2 separate regions of the Danio rerio genome follow, and region 2 is linked to region 1. The links are chromatin contacts, called in public HiChIP or PLAC-seq maps. All regions are on one chromosome and are shown on one strand. The core of a region is the stretch at or near the end of the contact, and the rest is flanking DNA. Distances in the headings are between cores, read along the strand shown.

Region 1 (3,421 bases), core at 768-3,267:
CATATACTGCTGGAACATTCTTTTGCTGCTGCCAAAATCATCACCACACAAACACTTAAGTTTATCTGCGCCCTTCAGATTTAGAGTTTGCCATAGGACAATGAAAAAACAACCCGCTGCATTGGTCTCTAAAGAACGCATGTAATGTGTCTGTCTAGTCAAGCGTTGTTAATTCTGCGGAAATACTCATAAGTGGTTCCTTATTAGGTTACCAGGTCCCGGACGTGACTCTGTGCGCATCCTGTGCTCGAGCAGCTGTTGACATCAGGCCACGTTTTGATTTCTCGCCCACAGAACTGACCCACTATAGGTCCATTTCTGTCCCACTCAAGATGCAGATCTGTCTCGGGATTAATGCGCTGACCTAGTTCCAAAGCAGAAGTGGTTTATCCTACTTTTTTCCCCACTTATCTTCCTCTACAGATGTTGTGCATTTCTTAGGGATGTTGGCGAGTTGAGCGTGATCTGTAAAGGAGCTTAGCTTTACATAGGTCTCGTGATTTTGAAACCTCTGACCTGCTCAACTCCTGGATGACCTAATTGAGCTGACCCCTGTTACTGAGGGACGGAAGACAGCACTTGCCTTGTGAAATTGCGCATGTAATGATGGCCATTAACGGCGCATTTGCTTTCACCAACATTTCAAAGGAATGTTTAATCAGGTCAACTGATAAAGAGTGAAACTTATCTAACGAAAGGCAAATCCCTAATTCTCTTTTAAACTTATGTCATTCAATCCCACTCATGCTGTTCTAAACCCATAAGAAGTTTTGGGTGAACTTTCAGTGGAGGAATAAAAATGTTTTGCTCTGAAACTCCTGAAAATGTTCTGAAGATAAACAAATTATCAACCTTGAATGGCATTTAAGTGAGTAAATAATGAAAAAGCTATGGGGTAACCTCTTAAACCCCTTACATCCCATAAATAGGTTCTATTGATGTTAAAAGTCCTTCATGAAATCATTGATAAAGAGATTTTAATTTTAATTGTGGAATCTTCATTTAATTCTATTGTTATATAGTGAAATTTAAATGGAGATCCCATACTTAAAATGAAAGGGTCTCAATGGTTTCTTAAAGAAACTTTAACATCCATGAAAACTATTTATAACTACAAATGTTTCTTTATATGCAGTGAAAATTAAAGGTCATTTAGATTATGTAATTGTTCTTGTTTTGAATAATTTTCACCAAAATGTTTTTAGCAGAGCCAGAAAAGTTGATTTTATGGCTTCACTGTCGAAGTTCCTCCTTTGTTCTTACTGACACCTTTTATATGTATATTAGGAGATAAAATCATTTTCTCACAAACATTTAATTTCAGAAATCACAAGACTTCAAGAAAGATTTCAAGAAAGGCATGGTTTGCATAAACATAAAGCTCCTGATGTAATGTTTATTTATCTTAAATAATGTTAGGGAAAGCATCTGTGACAACATTAATACCAGTTTAATAGTTCTAAGTGGGTTCCTTAACCACAAAACGCAAATTTTAAGTAATGTAAGATGGTCAGCTCACCACTCGTCCAGTGTGCCTCTCTATGGCTTTCTTCACTTTTCCATATGTTCCTCTCCCGAGGGTCTCGAGCAGCTCGTAGCGGTGCTTCAGGTTGTGTTTATGGTGATGTTTCTTGACGCTGGACCCTCTCCGCACACCGAGAGAGGCTGGCATCTCTCCTCCCGGAAAGTCCACCGGTAGAAGATCACTTTCGTTTGCTCCGTTACTCCCCAACTGGGACGATTCAGTCTCCATGGTCTCAGGGATGCTCGGTAAATTTTAAAATCGGCGGTGAGCCGCTAGATAAACTCCCAGATATCCCGAACTGACTGTTCAGTCGTCAATTAAGCTATAGGGATGCGTCTGAAAGGAGAGAGACGCGTCAGTCATTCGCTCTGTGTCAGGATGCGCTCTTCTCGCCTCTGGCAGCTCAAATATGCGCGAGCGACTCCATGCTTCAGCCGTCCATCCCACCGCCGGCGCGTGTCCCTCCTCCCTCCGCTTCCCTTTCTCCAGAGTAAAATCTACAGGAATCAAGAATGCAGCATGCATGAAGCCGGAGGCGGAGTTATAGGTGCAGGTCTCTCACTCTCCTTCTCTCTCTCTCTCTCTGATGGAATAATGGCGTAATGTAGAACATTTAACTGAATTTTTGTCTTTGCTTTTCCTTAATCACTTTCTCTCAACTACTGTACTCTTGAGTTTAATGCGTTTTATTGGCATGACGAGTAGATTAAGTTGACTTTTTTTTTTTTAGGACTAAAGAATTTCCAGTTGCATTAAATGTGCATACCTTATACTGTTGCGTGAATGGCATAGTTATTAATGTATATGAAAATATTAACCATATCACAAAATGTTTTGGTTAGGTACAATAACTTGCAACACAGTAAATAAATAAATAAATAAATAAATAAATAAATAAATAAACAAACAAATAAATAAATAAATAAATAAATAAATGCGTAAATGTGACCTTGAATGAGATAAGATTTTTTTTACCAAAGTGAAATATTATTCACTTAAATAAAAAATTTGTTTGTTTTGAAGAAAAAGTGTTTAAATAAATATAAATTTCCCTAATAGATTTTTTTATTTAACATTTAAACCCATTTATTTATTTTGTTCCTAATTACTTTTTAAATCAATAATTAAATGTTTGTGTATTTGTTTGTTTTATTATTTAACTATTACATTTGTTTTAAAAAAATGCATTAAATCAAATATTTGCTTGGTTGGTTGGTTGGTTGGTTGGTTTGTTTTACTAAAATTTTTAAATACAAAAAGTACATTTTAATAATAACAAAAACAATAATACCAATAGTAATAATAATAACAAGACCCAAAAATGAGTATTCTGTCATCATTTACTCGCATTTTCTTATTAGGGTAAGCTATTCATTTATTGCACTATGGAACATTTCTGCAATATTTCTCTCTGAGTACATCTGTCAAGTGCAGCTCTCTAGGCTGATGTTGAATGGTTTAATGCATTGTGCAGGTGTCTTTTAAAATAAGGAATGAAGCACTGGTTAGCATTTCCTTGAAATCTGCTAGACATAGCATCATTTCCCGAATGCCTTATTGTTGTTCCTCTGTAGTCCGCTGTTTGTTTCTGCTTGTGTTGTGATCCTAAACTTTGGTCATGCTCTCAGAATAGCAAGCAAACATTATGCAGGAGTAATGTATGGCTCAACAGCGCCCTCTAGCAAAAACACAATATGTGCACAATCATCACAACCTAAGACTACTAGGATGTACTGCCATCATTTGGAGGGTTTAAAGTGATACTAAATCAGTATCTATCTATCTATCTATCTATCTATCTATCTATCTATCTATCTATCTATCTATCTATCTATCTATCTATCTATCTATCTATCTATCTATCTATCTATCTATCTATCTATCTATCTATCTATC
Region 2 (3,664 bases), core at 572-3,071, 370 kb before region 1:
ACATTTAATAATTTTGTAATATTGTTTTACTGCCACTTTAGACCAATTTAATGCATTCATGTTAAATCATTTGTTTTTTAACAAGATTAATGACAGAAAACTAACTTTAAGCCTTCTAATGATCTTACAATAGACATTTATGTTACAGCACTTAAACTAACCTCCTTTCTCAACCTCTTTCCATCGAAAATTGTGCCTGCGGACCACAGAGAAGACTGAATCGTACCCTTGTTTCGTTATGAGTTCCACAGCCTCTGTGAGATGTTTTGGGTGCAAACACGGAGACGTGGCCTGGATGTTACAGATAACATCCACCTCTGTAAAACAACATTAGATTAAAGTCAACCCCACTGCCATGCTTATGTTTCACTGTTAGCCATCTGCTATTTATTACATTTTTATTAACTCTGCTAAAAGTTAGAGGTGACCCACAGTGTTGTACTTTAGAAAACAGAATATATATGTCAGTGCATCACTAGGAGCCACAGATATTACATTTGTTTTGTCTGTGTATATATAAATATTGTTGTTTTTTTACTTACAGCCTGCTTGTAGCCTGTGAATTGCATTCTATCAGCAAGGACAACGATTTCAGACAAAATAAACTACGTCAATGTTCTACTGAACGGGGGAAAAGTCAACTACATCTTGTTTGGCTTGAGGGTAAGCAATTTAACACCAGCTTTTTTATTTTTGGAGACATATCCAATAAAGTATCTATTACATCCTTTATAATCAAAAACAAACAACAGAGTAGTCATTCAAATAGACTTTTAGACATTTTATTTAGCAAAACGTGACACTTGATGATCCGTTTGCACGTTGTTTAGAGAATTACACACAAGCATACTTAAAACAATATTTCTTTCCAAATGCATTGAACTTTCAATGCAAAAAAAAAACTGCAGTTGTAAATATTATTATAATTACTCTTTAAAATTATTCATCAGAATTGGGAAAATGCACGTTGTTTTGATTTTCGTCCTCATAAGGCATATAATAGCCACTGCATCCTGATGTGCAATGCAAAGAATGGCACAACTTTAACCTCGTTTATGTGGCTCAGATCCGGTTGGTCTGTTTGTTCAACCAACAAGCAAGCAGAGGACGCACAAGTTTCACAAGCTGTAGATACACCCCTATAGAGAATTAGCAATGGAATTTGACTGCAAAAGATTTACAACCTCGGTGCTGTCTGCTGAACTCCCGAATGGTGTCCAGTGAGCTGGAGGAGTCCTGGGACACTTCTGGGCTCCTCTTGTGCACCTTTGCACCCCAAGCCAAGGCCACTTTGGCGATCTCTTCGTGATCAGTAGACACCCAAACACTGCAAAAGCAGGCATAAGAGACAATACTGCAAATATTTCAAAAGCAACCATACAGATATATATATGGATGCTGACGTCACACAGCACGACCTGTTAAAGACATTGGAGTCCACAGCCGCTCTGATCACCCATCCGATCAGGGGAACCCCTGCAAGCATCTTAATGTTCTTCAGGGGGATTCCTTTACTCCCTCCACGGGCCAGAATAAGAGCAGAGATGTGTCTGGATTTTCTTCGTTTTGGGCTGGTACTGTTCCCATGACTGTCGTCCTTCATAGCGCGTTTACCGTTTTCATTTACTGCGTCCATTACTGTTTCCAGCCAATTAATATTTCCACACGTAGTGCGAACGATTGGGTTGATTAAAAAAGGTTCCTCCAATTATTCAGACTCGAACTACAGGGCGTTTATTTCATTCTGATGTAATTATCTTCTCAAATAAACCATAAAAGCTGGCAATAGACCACGTCTCAAGTTTGTCACGCCTGTAACGTAACCGTAGTGACTAAACTAACACGCGCACTGGATTTTTAATCCGTCTCTTAGACGGTTCAATAGTGAACAATTGTATAATCGGGTCATTTGACTGAGCTTAATCGAGTTTGTATATGTAAACAGTGAATAGTAAACAATTAACAGAGTTTAAACATTTTTTTAATTAGAGTGTAAAAGGTACTGCGCACAATTATGGTTGTTTACGGGACTTCCGTACAACCCGGAAATCACACTCTAAAATAAACAATCTGCAGTCAAAGCAATAAAACTGTTCATTTTATTGATATAAGTAATTACAATCAGACACAGGCTGTATTGTTGACGGTGTACTGGCATTATGTGTGCTTTATTAACAATAACACAGTTTAAAGGACATTGAAAAATGTGGCGTTTTCAACTAAGAGTTACCAAATAACAAACTGCTTCAAAACTTTTACTCGCAGTTAAATTCAAATTATTTATTTTAACGTGTATTTGTTTGGCACATTTTGCTCAAACAGTTTTAACTCGGTTTAAAATATAAAAGTATACTGTAATAAAAACATTTTTACATTTCGCACATCAAAAGTAAAAAAATATATAATCACAGTTACATCTATTCATCTATATATATATATATATATATATATATATATATATATATATATATATATATATATATACATACAGTTGAAGTCAGAATTATTTGCCACCTTTGAATTTATTTTTTCTTTCTTTTTTAAATATTCCCCAAATGATGTTTAACAGAGCAAGGAAGTTTTCACAGTATTTCCTATATTATTATTATTTCTTCTGGAGAAAGTCCTATTTGTTTTATTTCGGCTAGAATAAAAGCAGTTTTACATTTTTAAAAACCCATTTTAAAGTCAAAATTATTAGCCCCTTTAAGCTGTATTTTTTTATCAACAGTTTACAGAACAAACCATCGATATACAATAACTTTCCTAATCACCCTAACCTGACTAGTTAACCTAATTAACCTAGTTAAGCATTTTAATGTCACTTTAAGCTGTATAGAAGTGTCTTGAAAAATATCTAGTGAATATTATTTACTGACATCATGTCAAAGATAAAATAAATCAGTTATTAGAGATGAGTTTTATATATATATATATATATATATATATATATATATATATATATATATATATATATATATATATATATATATACATGCACTGTGTTAATATAAAGGAAAACTATAAATAAATGTAACATGCACACATTAAGACAAATACATAAATTTCAAACGTTTTTAATATTTGCAGTTCATTTCGCCATGGCTACTCCTAATTAATAAAAGGATAAAGCCAAAAATGAATAAATGAATCTTTTTTTATATTGTACAAGACCTGTATATACTGTATATCCCCAACAGATCTCACCTCAGTTCACCAGATGGCGGTAATGAACACAGTTTGCAAGCTGCCAATATAAATATTTATTTAACAGAAGAAGATGATGTGAGCTAACGTCAGTATATTCATTTTTTTGTGTGTGTAACATCTATTTATTACCACCAGAATATGAGAAATTTGGAAAATAAAAAGATCAGCTTATTTAAATTTCCGAATAAGAAAAATAAAAGAAGCACAAACATGAGGTTACATTGGGTATCACGAAGAAAGGGAAGGAGCAGTTCTACCCAAACATTCATTCTGAAGCACAAAAAAATAGCCAGCAACGCGGCTCGCCTTCATCAAATCACAGTAATTCACATTTTTACTTAAGAAATACTATCTCTATAAATTATGCTATGATAATATGAGTTCAACGAGACACTACCAATCTGTTTTTAACAATAATATCAGTCTCTGTCGAGACCGTCAAAAATTGCCAGTG

The links. HiChIP or PLAC-seq counts read pairs in DNA pulled down with a chosen protein or histone mark.
Region 2: a contact with region 1 is called in an H3K4me3 HiChIP or PLAC-seq map of embryo, with 7 times the contacts expected there. The contact joins the promoter of cmasa here to the promoter of nuak1a in region 1. A contact is called at or near these places in 1 of 18 Hi-C or Micro-C datasets (an unstated tissue) and 1 of 4 datasets of contacts at active chromatin or transcription factors (embryo).

Annotation. Positions count from the first base shown.
Region 1 is chr4:14,941,210-14,944,630 of GRCz12tu, reverse strand. nuak1a (NUAK family, SNF1-like kinase, 1a) reads right to left here and starts at 2,017. Exons shown (of 7, transcript XM_684974.10): 1 at 1,520-2,017. The coding sequence starts at 1,753. All of the region lies in intron 2 of LOC137491394 (a long non-coding RNA gene), which reads left to right.
Region 2 is chr4:15,307,610-15,311,273 of GRCz12tu, reverse strand. cmasa (cytidine monophosphate N-acetylneuraminic acid synthetase a) reads right to left here and starts at 1,821. Exons shown (of 8, transcript NM_001040252.2): 1 at 1,419-1,821; 2 at 1,185-1,327; 3 at 162-317. The coding sequence starts at 1,636. LOC141381604 (a long non-coding RNA gene) reads left to right here and starts at 545. Exons shown (of 5, transcript XR_012402012.1): 1 at 545-663. It overlaps LOC137494510 (U4 spliceosomal RNA), which reads right to left; the gene lies at 3,634-3,664.